Regions from separate parts of the Anser cygnoides genome. Here region 2 is linked to region 1. A link is a contact called in public Hi-C data. All regions are on one chromosome and are shown on one strand. Each heading gives the region's core, a stretch centred on a gene start, on an enhancer-like site or on the middle of the called end of the contact. The rest is flanking DNA. Distances are from core to core; before and after follow the strand shown.

The links. A called contact is a pair of places that touch in the nucleus more often than the background predicts.
Region 2: a contact with region 1 is called in a Hi-C map of liver, with 2.0 times the contacts expected there. The contact joins the enhancer-like site here to the promoter of RNF19A in region 1. A contact is called at or near these places in 2 of 7 Hi-C or Micro-C datasets (both in liver).

What each region holds. Positions count from the first base shown.
Region 1 is chr2:141,529,679-141,537,461 of Taihu_goose_T2T_genome, forward strand. RNF19A (ring finger protein 19A, RBR E3 ubiquitin protein ligase) reads right to left here and starts at 3,070. Exons shown (of 11, transcript XM_066991234.1): 1 at 2,912-3,070; 2 at 153-240.
Region 2 is chr2:141,592,099-141,599,881 of Taihu_goose_T2T_genome, forward strand. ANKRD46 (ankyrin repeat domain 46) reads right to left here. Exons shown (of 4, transcript XM_066990618.1): 3 at 7,052-7,210; 4 at 761-2,812. The coding sequence ends at 2,596. Among named protein-coding and RNA genes, the nearest start is that of ANKRD46, 16 kb to the right of the region's middle. Within about 2 kb of position 4,268, at least 2 of the 3 cell types and tissues checked have open chromatin away from gene starts, as enhancers often do. A contact at or near this core is called in liver, where this site is marked.

The DNA.
Region 1 (7,783 bases), core at 1,820-4,319:
AAAAAAAGTACATTGCTAAAATCAAAGGCCAACACTGTTAAAAACAACCATTTCTCTAAAGCTCAATGTAACATTTTACCTTCTTGGTAGAAGTCTACCTCCAGGTGCAATTCAGATGCATCTAGCAACTTTAGATCCAACACCATTCTCACCGTATCTTGAAGCCGTGTTACGTGCACCAATTCATTCAGCTACACATCTTCCATCAGTTAATACAGAAGTGACAACGGAAACTTAGGTCTAAGACAAACGCAAAGAGAAAAGAAAAAGTGACATTAACTTCCTTGTGGATAAGCCAGTGTTAAAATGACTATTTTTATTAGTCCTTCATAGAACATTTGCTGACCCTACGAATCCGACTGACTCACAACTCAGCTACATGCCAGAAATCACACTAAGAAATGGAAAACCTAAAACACGTATCCATCAGTTTGTTCCAGTCAGGTATTAAAACTTCTCCTACTAAGCTGGTATGCAGCGTTTAGGTACAATTCAGAAAACAAATCACAAAGCTAATTACGGATGTCTGACCATGGGCCAGAGTAAACTGACCCCATAATAGAGACCACAAGCTTGGCTAAAAGCCATCAGACTGTGGCACAGAACAGCGTAGCTGCAGTTCAGAGTTCAAAGACCTTTCTTAACACTTCCAAACCAGGATTCAGAAGTCCTTTGAAAAGATTCAGGCATCCAACCGTAAAGGAAGAAAAGCTATCCTTGTGAAGAACCTTTTTAATAAGACTACGTGAAGATCAAAAAAGCCCACGTAAACAGGGAAAAAATAAAAAAGGAAAGGTTAGGAAGAATTACCTACCCACCTGACAAATTCAAAGTCTAAAGTTTTTGCCATGTTAAATAGTAAGACACTGTTAATGAATAATTTTAAAAAGTTTGCCCATTTTCCATCAGAAGGCTCTACCCAACCGACAAAAGAATTCAAGGACTTGTGCTCTTTCACAAGTTGAAAGTATTCACACCAAACGAGTTGTCCTAATGCATATCTTAACGCTAACTAGGAATCCCATGGCTAAGGGAGCTTTAATGATTCATTTACTAAGGCAGAGACAAGGATTTGTACACACACTATGAAGGTAAACAAATACATCTATCAAGTGCCTTCCTTCCTCCTGAGCCTCAATAAGCGTAATTAAATACAATCTGATGACTGCTCTATAAGAAAAGCATCGTTTGTCTGGTGGATTTAAGGGGAAGTGGATGGAAGAAAACCGCATATACGCATTTCAATTCCCCCTCGTAGAAATTATGATCTGATGTCCTCAAACTGAAAACTAGCTGACGAGGTAAAGACAAGAGTCAGAATTCAGCATTTTACAGATGCTGAATTTTATAAAGCACCGCTAGAACTCTGGCACGGTTCAAGAAACACGCATATAGAAGAGAGGTTTCCTGTAAACCTTTCAGTGAGCTGACTTGAAGAGCAGCATTATTGCCATTATGCAAAAAACTTTCATTTTCATTTTCTGGTCCAAATGTGTCTAGCTCACGTGCAATTAAAACAAAGCGGTTTCGCAGCTTTCTGAAAGTTTCAAGTGCAAGCATATAAATGTTTACAAGTGAAATAATGGTAAAACTTCAGAAAGCAGTAAGTGCTGTTGCACAACCATCATTTCTACGTATGCAAGCGAGTTCCGTGAAGTGGGCAGCTCAGCGTCTGTACCGCGGTGCGCTCTGAACGTTGAACCGAAAGCCTTCTTTTCCACTGAGCAACAACAACGCCACAGCATCTCATCAGATAGGGAAATACAGCCCTTTATCTGACAAAAAATGAAACTTTTTTTCTAAAAAAAATTGGAAGAAAAACAGCTTTGAAGTAAAAATTATGAAAGTATTTTTTTTAAAATGAGTTTATGAGGAGGCTCCTCTGCAGAAGTAAATCCTGCAAGCTCCATTTCCCAACCTGCCCTTTGCCTTTCAAAAAAAAAAAAAAAAAAAATACTGCTGTCCTCGATGACAACCGAGATAAAGCCCTAATCGCTTCCAACGCCAGCTCCGGTATTTTACCAGAACCAGGATTTGCTGTGCTCCTCGCAGGGAAACCCAGGCACGTTTCCAGCCGGCGACCCCGGGGGCAGGGAGGCTCGGGCGGCCCATTCCTCTGCTCAGGGGCTGCCCTCTCCCCACTGCCCCTTGGCCTCCCCCCCCCCGAGCTTTCCTGGTCACCAGGGGGCACCAGGAGCCCCCCCACACCCTCCTGCTGCCCTTCCCATGGGTCGTTCCCCGTTTTTCCCCATTTTTCCCCGTTTTTCCCCCATCCTCCCCCGGCGCGCCCGCAGCACGCCGTGCTGCCAGGTGCAACCCCCCATTGCTGCAGGGGGACGGGGGCAAGGAAACCCGGCCCGGTGCCACCTCCTGTCCCCCCCCCCCGCACCTCCGAGGAGGGGAACCAGTGTCCCAACACCCCCGGGCACCGCCACCTCTCCTCGGCAGGGCCGCAGAAGCGCCGGGGAAGGGCCGGCTGGGCTTTGCCCTGCAAGTTCCAGCGCAGGAGTTCCCCGGGGGGGCTCCCCCCTTGCACCGCCACCACCCCCCAGGAGGAACCCACCCGGCGGCTCCCCTCGGGCTGGGGGGCGGCACGGGCCGGACCCCCCCCCCCATCTTCCTCCTCCTCCTCCTCGGGGCGGGACAGGCCCCTCGCCCCGCCCGGGGGGGAGACAATGGGCGCGATGACTTCACCCTCCAGCAATGCGAGGGGCAGCGGCCCCCCCCTTCCATCCCTCCCCGGACCCCCCCCCGGGCCCCTCACCCCCGCCCAGAGGCGGCTCCGCTCCACCTCCCCCCCCCCAACCCCTTCGCCCCCCTCCGCCACGCTCAGGGCGGCGGCTGCCAGCCCCCGGCGGGGGACCGGGGGCGGAGTGGGGGGGGGGGGGGGCGCCTCCCCGCCGCCGAGTACCTGCGGGGCGGCGGCAGAGGAAGCCGGCCCGGCGCAGGAAGCGTCTCCCCGTGTCCGTGTCTCTGTGTGTGAGGGAGAGAGAGGGAGAACGGGGCGGCGCTGCCGGGGCCGGCCCTGCCCGCCGAGGGGAGGCGGCGCCGGGGCCGTCGGTTTCCGCGACGCGCTGAGCTCACGCGTATGGCGGCGGCGGCGGCGCCGCCTCGGGGCGGGTCCCGGTCGCCACAGTCGCCGCCCGCCGCCCCCGGCTCGGTGGGGTGCGGGGGGTGCCCGCCCACCGGGCCTTCCCGCCGTCCTTTATTTAATAAATAATTATTTAACACTGCGTGGGCTTGGTACTCGGTAACGGGTAAAGGTGGCCGGGGGACAGCGAGCTGCTGAGGCGTTTCGGTGGGGTCGGGCGGCTGAGGGCTGATGCGGTTGTGGAAATGAGCAAGCAGAGCTTTCATGGCATGGTATGGCACTGAATCATGGAATCATTAGGATTGGAAAAGACCTTCAAGATCACCTGGTCCAACAACCATCATGCTACCACCAATGTCACCCACTAAACCATGTCCCTAAGCACCACGTCCAACCTTGAACACCCCCAGGGACAGAGACTTTACCACCACCCTGGGCAACCTGTCCCAGTGCCTGACTGCTCTTTCTGAGAAGAAATGTCTAATTTCCAACCTAAACCTTCCCTGGCGCAACTTGAGGCCATTCCCTCTAGTCCTACCACTAGTTACCTGCGAGAAGAGGCCGACCCCCAGCTCCCCACACCCTCCTTTCAGGTACCTGCAGAGAGCACTAAGGTCTCCCCTGAGCCTCCTCTTCCCCAGACTGCACACCCCCAGCTCCCTCAGCCTCTCCTCACAGGACTTGTGTTCCAGGCCCTTCATCAGCTTTGTAGCCTTTCTCTGGACACGTTCCAGGGCCTCGATGTCCTTCTTGTAGTGAGGGCCCCCAAACTGAACACAGTACTCGACGTGTGGCCTCACCAGAGCTGAGTACAGGTGGAGGATCACCTCCCTGGTCCTGCTGGCTACGTTATTCCTGATACAAGCCAGGATGCCGTTGGCCTTCTTGGCCACCTGGGCACGCTGCCAGTTCACATTCAGGCGACTGGAAAGATAACCCTCCCCAAAATTTTGTCCAGGAGCCCCCCAGCTTTGATTGCGCAGCCCTGTTCTCCCTTTGCATAACTGCAGTCAGCCTCTGGCTTCTGGGTGCCAGGGTGAGAATAATCATAGATTATTATTATAAGGATGCTTGCTGTGCTGGGCTGCCCCTCTCTTGGGTTCCTTTCTCCTTTTGCTGCTGACCTCCCCCAACTTTTCTCACAGGACTCCCTATCTGCAATAATACCGTAGCTGTCTTTTTTGTTGACCTCCGTTTTGTTGACCTCCACTTCAGGGCCAACTCCAAATCACTCTCCTCTGGCGTGCTGCAAGAATTATTTGCATACGTAGTTATTACATTGGTCTTAAATCTTGTGCCTTTTGTTTTCTCCAGTTAATCATTCATACTTTCTAGTGGCAACTCTGAATTCTCCAGAACCAGAGTTTATCCCCTGTTTATAGATGAACAGTGGTGCTTCCATTAAGCTGGTTTGAAACCTAAAAGCTTAACTCTGGAAATAGTTACCAATTATCCAACCTGCATTTAATGTGCAAATGTTGTAAAATGACTAAAATGTGCCATGCTTTTCCTATGGAATTTGCAATGTATGGTCTGCTAAAGGATTGTACATATACTTAGCTTCATTTATGTGCATAGATCTATTTAAGTCAGTAGGACAGCTTCCAGTGTGGATTAAAATTAAGGGTGGATCCAAGTCATTCCACGGTGAGATACTTAATCTGAAATAACAGAATAGGCACTTAAAACAAATGGGGAGGGCAAGTGGGAAATGAGGGTAACAACAATAAAATTATGCTGGAGTTTTGCTGTTATGTACAAAAAATGGCAGTTTCTTCTTTGCTTGTGAAAGCTAGTAGAAAGATGAGTTACTTGGGCTCTGCTATTGCAAACATGTACGTGTCTTTAAAGGCTTGTCAGTAGTGCCACTGTATCATCACGACAACATAAGCAGAAAAATGTTATATATAACTTTGCTGGGTAAAGTCTTGCACACTTTTTTTGTATTACATTTGGTACAGAGAAATGAAGTAGAGAAGTGACATCCATAAAATGAGGGGAAAAAAGGAAAGACAAGATGAATGAGGGGTAGAAAATGAGGGGAATAGACAGCATACAGAATAGTATGATAAGGCAAATTTTGACTGGGACAGGAACAGCAAACCATTTTACCAACTCAAATGTGCAATTGTCAATTGCACTAAAAGGAAAAACAGCAACGACAAAAGCAAAGTAATGCAGTAATGTCTTGGTTTCTAAATGTCCAGAGGGATTCAGCAATTCAGTAAAAATATTCTGAGGTCTCTTGGCTAATGCTGGAAAACAGGAGGGGAGCAGAGTCCAGGCGTTTTAAAATTCTGCACTGGGAGATAGAGTGGTCATTGTGGCGGTCAGATGGTTTCTCCTTGAAGCCGATGAGGGAAAAAACAGAAACCTCCAGCCAGCTGCCCTCCTGAGAGCGTTGCACCAGAGAGCCTGCAGCTAAGTAGGTGCTTTTTGACAGAAGCATTCAAAATAGTCAATTAGCAAAATACAGAAAGCACAGGGAGGAAAGAGAATCTTTTCTGCACAAGCAATACATCCAAAAGACAACAGAGGTTTGTTTTGATTTATAGGGAGGATATATTTATGTGTTTGCTTGCTTTCTTCTTCTTATTATAGAACAGGATGACAAAGAGGTACTAAGGAAAAGAAGGGGCTGCCCAGACCTTTTAACAAAGAGGAAATACCTCATGCACAGTGCATTTTTTGAAGTATACAAAATTTATGAAAACAAACAAGACTGTCTTTCCAAATCACTTTCTGGAGAACATCTAGGATTGAAACATTCTGTCTAGATAGCTGGGTATTTAATACAGCTGCTGGCAGAAAACTACAAAGTAGTATATCAGAATACAAAAATACTGCCCTCCAAACGAAGCAGCTGGTACGTCCTAAAAAGATATAAGCACACACAGCACACTGTCAAATGTGGAAGGGCAGAAATCATATCAGCATGCACAGAGGAGGTGAGTGGACAGAACTGAGAAAGAAAAGTGCTTTTTCCCTCGGTGGTAGGGAATGGAGAATGGGTGTGACATGGATAACCTGTTAATATAGTATATTCTCATAATCTATGCTAGTATGGACTGCTGGTCTCAGCATAGGTTCATATCTCATATGAAAGGGTACTGTATCCTGGGCCAGAACTTCAAGTGTTTATGTTCAGTTCTTTTAACTTATATTGGAAGAGTATCAAACATGATGGCTAAATGTTTCCATCCGTCTGATCCCACATCTGACTCTCTCTGAAATCTTTCAGTGAATATTCCAACATCTTAAACATAAAATCTCCAAAGCCAATCTCTCTTTTTTTTTTCTTTTTTTTTTTTTTTTCATGTAGATCATTTTGTATTTCCTACAGCTCTGCCATCATCTGGTCTCCAGTTCATTGTTTTTAGGGAGAAAGAGACATCCTCAGCCTTTCCTCTTCTGACAAACACATTTGTGTCTCTGATCTTTCATCGTGTTCTGAAGAACCCCCCCTGTTTGAGGACCCACTACTTTCCTACATTTACCAGCTAATCTCTCTTGCCAAAAGTGTTCTTTCTGGTGAGTTTATTTTTAGCACCCCTCATTTTACCAATCTGTCTTGCAGTGTTACCCCACAAATGGCTGTATTTGCACAAAAAGCATGGCAGAAGATTGATGTGGCAGCAACAGCAAGCGTCATGGGAAACACAGAGGATTTATATCAATTTTGCCATTGGAGAAAATTTAGTGTAGAAATGTATTCTGACTTGTACCTGAAGAAGAAAGGACAAAAGCCTTTGAAAAAGTAAAATATCTGCCAAATCCATTGATAGCAAAATATATCCTTAGACAAGGCATGAAAAAATATGCAATACTAATAAATGTCAATATATACCTGATAAATATATCATATATTATTATGGCCAAGATACAAAGTGCACAGGAACTGGAATAAGTGTTGAATTCTGTCAGTTTTCTGTTGACTCTGTGAAAAATCTTTTGCCACGTGCTGATTGTCATCAATTGTATTGAGTGGAGCAGATTAAAAAATATATACAACAGGAGAAATCCAAATTAGGATTTTCTCAAAAGGTATAATTAACCTGAAGATAAAATGAAAGGATACTTAAATACAGGAGTGCTATAATAAGAAGCACATTTAAAATGCCTAGGAGAATGGATTAGTATCAGATAGAGCAAGATGAGGTAGATGCTCTCACTGATCCAAGCTACAAAGTGGCAAGATACCAGTAAATAATGTGCAGGCAGAGAATTTCCAAATTCTCAGCATGTCATAAAACATTAAAGATGAAGGCTTCCATAGCCATTTCAAACACCTCATATATCGTGCAGTTACATCATCTGTTCGAATCAGTTACTGTAGTAGTCAATAAAGATAAAAAAAGGATAGAAAATTTAAGATACCTAGAACTACAGGTCCCAGAACATGCCTTCCCCAAGAAAGAAAATTTCTTTAAAATAATTAAGTAAGCTAATTTCCAGCTCTTATGAAATTGAAAAAGAAGACTATATTTTCCCAGGGCTTGATACCACATTGTCTGCTACGGTTAGTTCTACTGACTTCAGCAAGCTCTGTCTGAGTAACGGGCACAAGCTGGAGCCTTGTAAATGGAGAACTCGACTGAAGGAGGGAGCCCTTGATTTTTAAAGTTTCCCATCAGTAAATCTGATTATTGTTACATTTTTGGGGCACTTTATGCTTATCTGATATAGTAACAG
Region 2 (7,783 bases), core at 3,018-5,517, 64 kb after region 1:
TCTCTCACTTCCTTCTTCTGTTTTAGTGTGAGAACACCTTGAGTGAAGAAACTGTCTTGGATCTGTAAAGTGCCCACCAAAATGGAGTTCCTTGATCAAGGTATCTAGATATAATAATTAATAATAAAGGAAATCTTACTGACCTGCAGACAATCTAAACTGATTCATGTCATTATGCAGAAACTGTGAAACTCCCTATGACGACTTTGAGAGGAAGTAAGTTAAGGTCCTCTTTCTGTTCCTGTGAGAAAGACAGATTGTATTCCTTGAAAACTAGTGTACAGGAGGCAAATTCATTCTTTAGAATCAACCTTTGAAAAGGAAGTTGTTAATGTTATAGACATATTAAAAGGTATGTCTGTCCTTTTTTCCATAACAGAGGTATATTCTTTTTTGTCAGATGTTTATCACATCGGTATTTCAGAAAGTAGCAGTCATTACAATCAAGATTGCTTTTCTTGGTTTTATTTTGCACCCTCCCTCATAGGTAGTCTTAAATCTCAAGGGGCCTTTAGATGATACGTTCAATACCTGAAATCTGAGATAAGAGAGAGAGAGAGAGCGGTGCGAAAACAACATTGAAAATAAAGCAGGCAAATCTAAATAAACTGTGCTCTAAAACCTCATTTAAGTCAATAGTGTGCTTCCATTTCTCTGGGGCAGACCTTCCCTCCTTTTGAAATGCTTACTATCAATGCAAACCATCAAAAAATCCTCAGTAAAATAGGATTACAACGTAATGTAATGATAAACCCAAACATATTTACTACATATATTTATTTCCGGCATTCACCCATACTGAGAACACAATTACAAATTATGCAGAGAATACATATTGAAAGACAGCAATTATTCAGGATACAGAGTATCATAAACAGAAATGTACTTATCCAGAAAAGTAAATGTATTTTAGGCATGAGTTTATATTTCTCTGTTCACAGGCATATGTACAGTAATTGAAATATTCAGAAGAAGAGTATGCTCTGTTTTGTTGTTGTTTATTTTAAAAGGCTTTCCAGCTGCTAGGGAAGTATTTTTCATTAACGTCTAGCTTAAAAAATGAGATGCAGAATTATTCAGATGCAATTTAGAATGGGACCCACGTTAGTGAAGCCCCTGTCACACACCAACACAAAGACAACAATCCTCTTCACTCAAACCCATACACAAGAAAGAAAAATGCACATGGTAGCAGAACAGAGAGATATAATTAATTCTAGCAAAACTTGTTGCAATTTATAATTTTGTAAATGTTCGATACTATTTAGCAACAATTTTGGAGTTGTTAGGTAAAAAAAAAAATCATTAGTTTTGCAGAATTCAAATTTTGGAGGATTTTCAAAGCAATGGCAACTAAGGGAGTTAGATATCTGATCAGCCTGGAAGGAGAGAATCCGCTTTATTTGAAAAACCTACAACTACTGTGTATTATCATCCATCCTAGCCTTCATAAAAGAGTGTTTAACTGATACATGTCCCTAAGTTAAATAAAGGATTTCACAGCTTAAGTACAGAATGGGATAGGATCTCATTTCATACAATATTCCTAAATATTAACGTTTTAAATATTTTTATTCTGCATACTCAGAAAATACTTTGTAAACGTTTAAGTGATGTCTAAAAACAATTGAAATAGAAAGGAATTCTAGAAAGGAATTCTAGTCAATCAAGTCCTTTCCACAAATGTGAAAAGGATAGAATCGCATGGTTCAGTGTGGTCCTTGTGGAGGAAAAAGAGTTATCCTTCATGACATATTTCACAAAGACAATGGTCTTACAGAATTGGTATATACAGAGCAGAACACCTACATCACTTTTTATCCACCCTTACAAATAAAGGTTTGCTTAGTAATATTCCAGCAAAAAGGCAAAATTTTCACCCTAGAGGCTGAAACAATTTTACTTCCAAAGCACTACAACCAGCTTTGTTCTACAAAAATTACTCCAGACAGATATTAACAACATCAATTTAATCTGGGGAAGAAACACTACGCTAACCTAATAAATAAAGGAGTGATCTATACATTAAAGATGTAATAAGATTTGAACTATTTCTCATTCTTTTTATAAACGAGCAGATATGAAACTAGGGGGAGGCACTAAAACAACTACAAACATAGAGCTTATTACTGTCTATATATCAGAATGCATTGTTATTTTATTCCGATTTCTAGGGAACCTTTAAGAGAGTATTTTTTTTTCAACTGAAGCACACGAAATTATGCAAGAAGAGATTTACCTCTCTTCATATGGATTACAAATCAAACTTGGTTCTGTGCTAGGTTACATTTTTCATGCTCAAGAATTTAATGTGCCTTATGAAAGACCCTTTTCTAATCATAGTATTTTATCAACAGAGAGGATTACCTTTACATCTTGCTTGCAAGTTGAGATAAGTCAGAGGTAGGTTAGGAATGCTTTAGAATTTAGTGTTTTACTTGAAATGAATTAATTCCTCTTTCAACGGGGTTAATGCTAAGTATAAAAGGAAAACAGTATGCACAGCTGCCACTGCCTGCACCAAGAGAAAAATTCCAAGATGTTCAAAATAAGACGACAACAGGGAAAAGAGCAGCGCGCTTCTTTTCATTTGCTTCAGTGCACCAGTTCAGGCTGATTTTCTACAAAAGGAAGCACCCCACTAACGTAGTATGCTATTCCAAGAGACAGCAGAGCAATGACAATGATCAGGAGCAGCACTCTCCAGAAGCCCAGGTCTTCCACAAACTCTTGCCATGTCGTGCGGAAACTGGAAAGAACTCCTTCCCCTTGCTGTAGGTTTGGATTAAGGAGGGAATGGCTTTCCATTGCACTACAAAGGATTAAAGTTAAAAATACATCAGAGCAAAAGAATTCACCTTTAAGTATGACAGTAATCCTACTCAGAGCAACTGAAACACTCTAAATTAAAAACTAAACCCACCTGCAGATTTACAGCATTGCCTCGGCTAAATCAAGACAAAGCAGATCAGGAAAAGACTCCTATCTCTAAACTAAGTTAATTGAGAGGATGTTTTATTAACTGGTGTAAGGAGAGAGGTACTTGTATCTGTACGACTGCTCTGAGCTCACAGGCTTGCCACCTAGGAGCCTTCAGAAGTCAGCCAGCATAACACCTGCTCAGCATGGCTTTGTAAAATTTAATGGAGCATAAGACAAAACCTCAAGGGGCAGAGCTCTCGTTAATAAAAACAAATTACAATTTAAAAGTAAACTCTGCTGAACAAAATGGAAACTACGACTGGTATAATTTAGATTCTGAACTACGTGAAGATCTTTATTACTCTCCTGCATTTCTCTGTTAGAGGCCTCTTCTCTAGCTTAAAAATAAAGAAAACAATCCATTTACATAAAAAATCAGAAACTTTCTGATTGTTGAGCTAAATTACTGTTGCTGTAGTTTCTTTGCCACATGGCACTCAGCAGCTGCTCTGCTGCCTTAACATTCCACTCTCAATCCTTCAGGCCCCTTAAATCGTCACACTATAAATTAGGGACTGAAACTCTCACTTTCAAGTGAGAAAAATCAGAATGATAGATTGACCATGAATCATCATTAGAAAAAAATCCAAGCTGCCTCAAATACCACTTGGCTCCTTCTATCCTCCTCTCCATTCTGCTGGTTTCACGACCGGTTTATAATAGGAAACTATTTCTCTGTTGGTGTATGAGAAACCTCAGTAAGAATAGGAAAATGTTCTCATCACTTGATTTCAGTTATGTAGATTTTAAGCCATCTGCACAGCCCTACTACTTCTCGCTTGAGCGAGACTGCACACACAAGTGTTTACAGGATCATGCTCTGACAAGCACAGAAAGGAAATGGTGAAACTGCCTGCGTACCCGCTGATGTCAAAGCAGAAGGTAAGCAGAAAAGAAAAACATTTTTTCCCCCCTTTTAATTGCTTTCTGTTACCATATTCCTAGCCATCTCCTACAGCAATATTAAAAGAAAACATTACAGGGAGAACCAATTTGCAAAACAAAACTAATTGCATAAATGCTATTGGTTTTGGTGACCATAATTGACAAATGAGTGTTAGAAAAAGGTCTCAGTTATGAATCTCTCTTCTAAGCTTACACTGCAGAAAAATTTCATGCTATGTCTTTTTTCTTCTTAGGAAGTACAGCCATAGATGAATAATTAGCCTGAACTCCCATAGCTTAGTGAAGTATTGCAGCATCATGGGCAGAAAATTTCAGAAATTGCCTATTAAACAGCTTGCCTTTTTTGCTTTTAAAATATTTACTTTGCTCTAAAGCTATTTTAGCTTGTCCATAGCTGCAGGATTTAGTCATCTTCCTTGCACATTATGATTTCCCAAGCAAAACAAAGGGTTTAACAGAAGACAGCCACTGGTGAAAACAGCACTACTCACTCATGAAGTACTAACTAGTTAATACGTAACCACAGAAAGGTTAAATAAAGGTGCAATGTGATTTAAGTGAAAAGGTCACACGCTTGCTCATTAAATAGAAAAGGGTACAGAGAAAACACTTCGGTATTTTATATAGCAACCCAATTAAAAGAAATGGTATTCAAGACATTTTTCCTTATGACGAATTACATCTCCTTTAGAAACGGTAACGCAGCAATGCATCCTACAGAAGAATTTGTGCCACGCAGTGCAGGTGGATGTTCCTGTTCCCAACGTAACATGGAAGTTCACCTTTGGCTGCACCTGTGGGCACAGCCACGGGCACGCTGGGCTGTGCAGAGGGCCAGGTCACCTGTGCTGGGCCACAGGGGGAGAGCTCTGCCTCCTGGCAGAGAAAACAAATTTCAGTTGGAACCTACTTTGGGCCTCTGCTTCCAGATCTGCAGCAACCGTATGAGATAAGAAGCAGACACCTTAAATCAGACACTGTTCTTCCAAAGTGAAGCTCATGGTTTTGAGAAAGAGTAACTGTTATTTTCCATGGGTTCATATATAATGCAAAGCATGGGGAGGGAGGACAAAAGTCATTCATCTTAACAAAATTTAGCTAAAACGTGGAAAAAAAAATACAAAGAGGGAGGAGTGAAACTGTGGAGGTCTGAAAAGGCAACTGCTACAAAGGCATTATTTATTTACAGAGCAAACAGCACACAAGCTCACTTGCTTTTGCTGCTGTAGGCATCTGTTATTTGTTATTCTAAATATAATATATTTCAGACATTTTAAACATGTTCACAAACAAGCTGGGTAGTGCACTGTTTATATGTCTGTGCCTCTCCCCAAGGAGAATTGCTGACTTCCTTGCCAAGCTAAACAATGTAACATTTATGAAGGTCAAATAACAGAAAGGAAGCTACGTTCATTAAAGGGACACCATCAAATCAAAAAGTGTAATTTTAATGTGGCTGAGCCTTGGTCCATGAGTATTTGTGTGGCAGTCCGTGTGACAAACGGCTCTCGGTAACATTTAGGAAGTTAGGAAGAATCTGCAGAACATCCAATACTTTGCACCAACGTCATTTTGACAATATTAAATTTTGTGTTTCAGGGCTTAAAGCAGTCTCTCTGACGAGTGGGAAAGAACTTCCACTCTGCTCTCAGGGAGTATTCTGCATGACTTCTGTAATTTTGTTGGTTTCAACTTTTCTGTTTGCTCCACTCAGAAAACAACTCCATCCAGATAGCTTTATTTTCCCCTACAGTGAAGGCTACGCACGTTTTGACGCAAATGGAACAAAACTGACGATACAGAACTCCCTGTCTTTTCTGATATAAAATCCCAGCAGTTGTAATTCATCACCATTACTAGACAATATTAAAAATCATAAATTTAAATAAATTCAGTACGAGAGCAAGTATTCAAAGCAATGTTGCTGTCCTGTTTCAAATATATGAAAAAAAAGCAGTACTGGAAAGTACTGCTGCATGTTTAATCTCAGTCCCATGTTCTGTCATACTCACTGGCAATTCAAGGGTTTCTGTGAGAGAATCAGTCTCCTCTGAAACTTGCAAGGCACTCTCTCTCGTCCAAATCACAGGAAGGTTTGGGTTGGAAGGGACCTTAAGGATCATTTAATTCCAACCCCCAGCCATGGGCAGGGACACCTCCCACCAGACCAGGTTGCCCAAAGCCCCATCCAGCCTGGCCTTGAGCACCTCCAGGGGCAGCCACAGCTTCTCTGAGCAGCCTGTGCCAGGGCCTCACCACCCTCTCAGCAAGGAATTCCTCCAACATCTAATCTAAATCTCCCCTCTTTTAGTTTAAAACCCTTCCCCCTTGTCCTATCACTATCTACTTGAGTAAAAAGTCTTTCTCCATCTTTTTTAAAAGCCCCCTTTTAAGTACTGAAAGGCCACAAGGAGGTCTCCCTGGAGCCTCCTCTCACTTCTTAGTATCACTAACATGTTACGTTCTGTGCCAGTATCATTTGTTAAAATTTTAAATTAGCCCAGTTCCACAAACAGACCTTTAGGAATCCATTAGTAACTTCCCCTAAAAACCCAATACTTTCCCTGAAACTGTTAACAGTTTTCCTTAAATCATCACTTCTCCTTTAACTACTGCTTTACCCACCGCAAAATTCTTATTTTATTCTCCATCTTCTCCAAAACTACTACCAACAGAAATTTCATAAATAGCACCATATCAAACCATTTATTCAAGTTCAGATAGATGAAAAATCTGCTGTCCTTCCTTGGCATCGACAATCCATCTTACTGAAAGCATGTTAGGCCAGTGTGTGATACTGGCATTTCTCACTTCACCCCATTTTCCCTTTGGGTTCATGATAAATGGTAGAATATATATATATTTTGTGTCTGTAACAGAAAATGAGTTATTTTTTAAAAAAAATCACCATAAAATGAGAATTTCAATTAGAAAAAGTCCTTTTTTTTCCCCTTACATTTGACCTATCTAAAGAGATTTTTCCAATTTCTAAGATCTGATTTCGATTTGGTCTGATAATACCGGGTCAAATTTGGTATTACCTGCTTTGAGGAACAAACGAGCAAGTCGAATCATAAAAATCTAAGAGCAATAAGCACATTAGTAAAGATATATCATACACATACATCATTTCCCCCAATAATTCTTTTTGTTTTGTAAATACCTTTCACTTTCAGCAGTCTGCATCGTTTCCAGCTTTGAGTGAGCTCCTCTGTTGAATCCTTTCACCTCTTGCTCCTCTAAAGATTCCAGCAGCCTAATTACATCTTTATTTACACCCCTTCGTTTTGCAAGAACAAGCGGTGTTGCACCTTGGTGATTGCTAAAGTAATGCCACCAATGGGCACGAGAAGAAAAGAAAATCTTAAAACAGGAATTTTGTAACAAGGCAACATAACACAGTGTAAAATTTACTACCCAGAACTATTTTCTGTCATTCCCGTCTATAAAAGTTATACCATAATTGACTATAGAAGAATATCAGTATATTTAGGTTTGAAATAGCACAACTCCTTTTCCTCCAAATACAATCAAAATTCCTAGTACTCTAATTTAATTGGAATCTCTGGGTATTGTAACAAAAAGCGTAGATTTATGGCAATGTTGGAGATTAAGCTTGATTTCAAGAAGGAATTGTGCAATCTGTTTCTTCATAGCTCCTTTTTCCATGTGGGTATGAGGACATGAGGCAAAAATGAAATAAAATACAGATGGTCCCTCTGCTACTTTTAAATACTGACTAGGACCAGAGCTGCATTCAGACTAGGGATTTTCACCAGAGTTGCTCGAAGCAAGAAAAAAAAGCACAGCCCATGAAGAATCTGGTCTGCCAATAACTAGTTTTGCTGACTTGAAAGCATTAACGAGGGACAAGTGAGAAGGGAACAGATAAAAA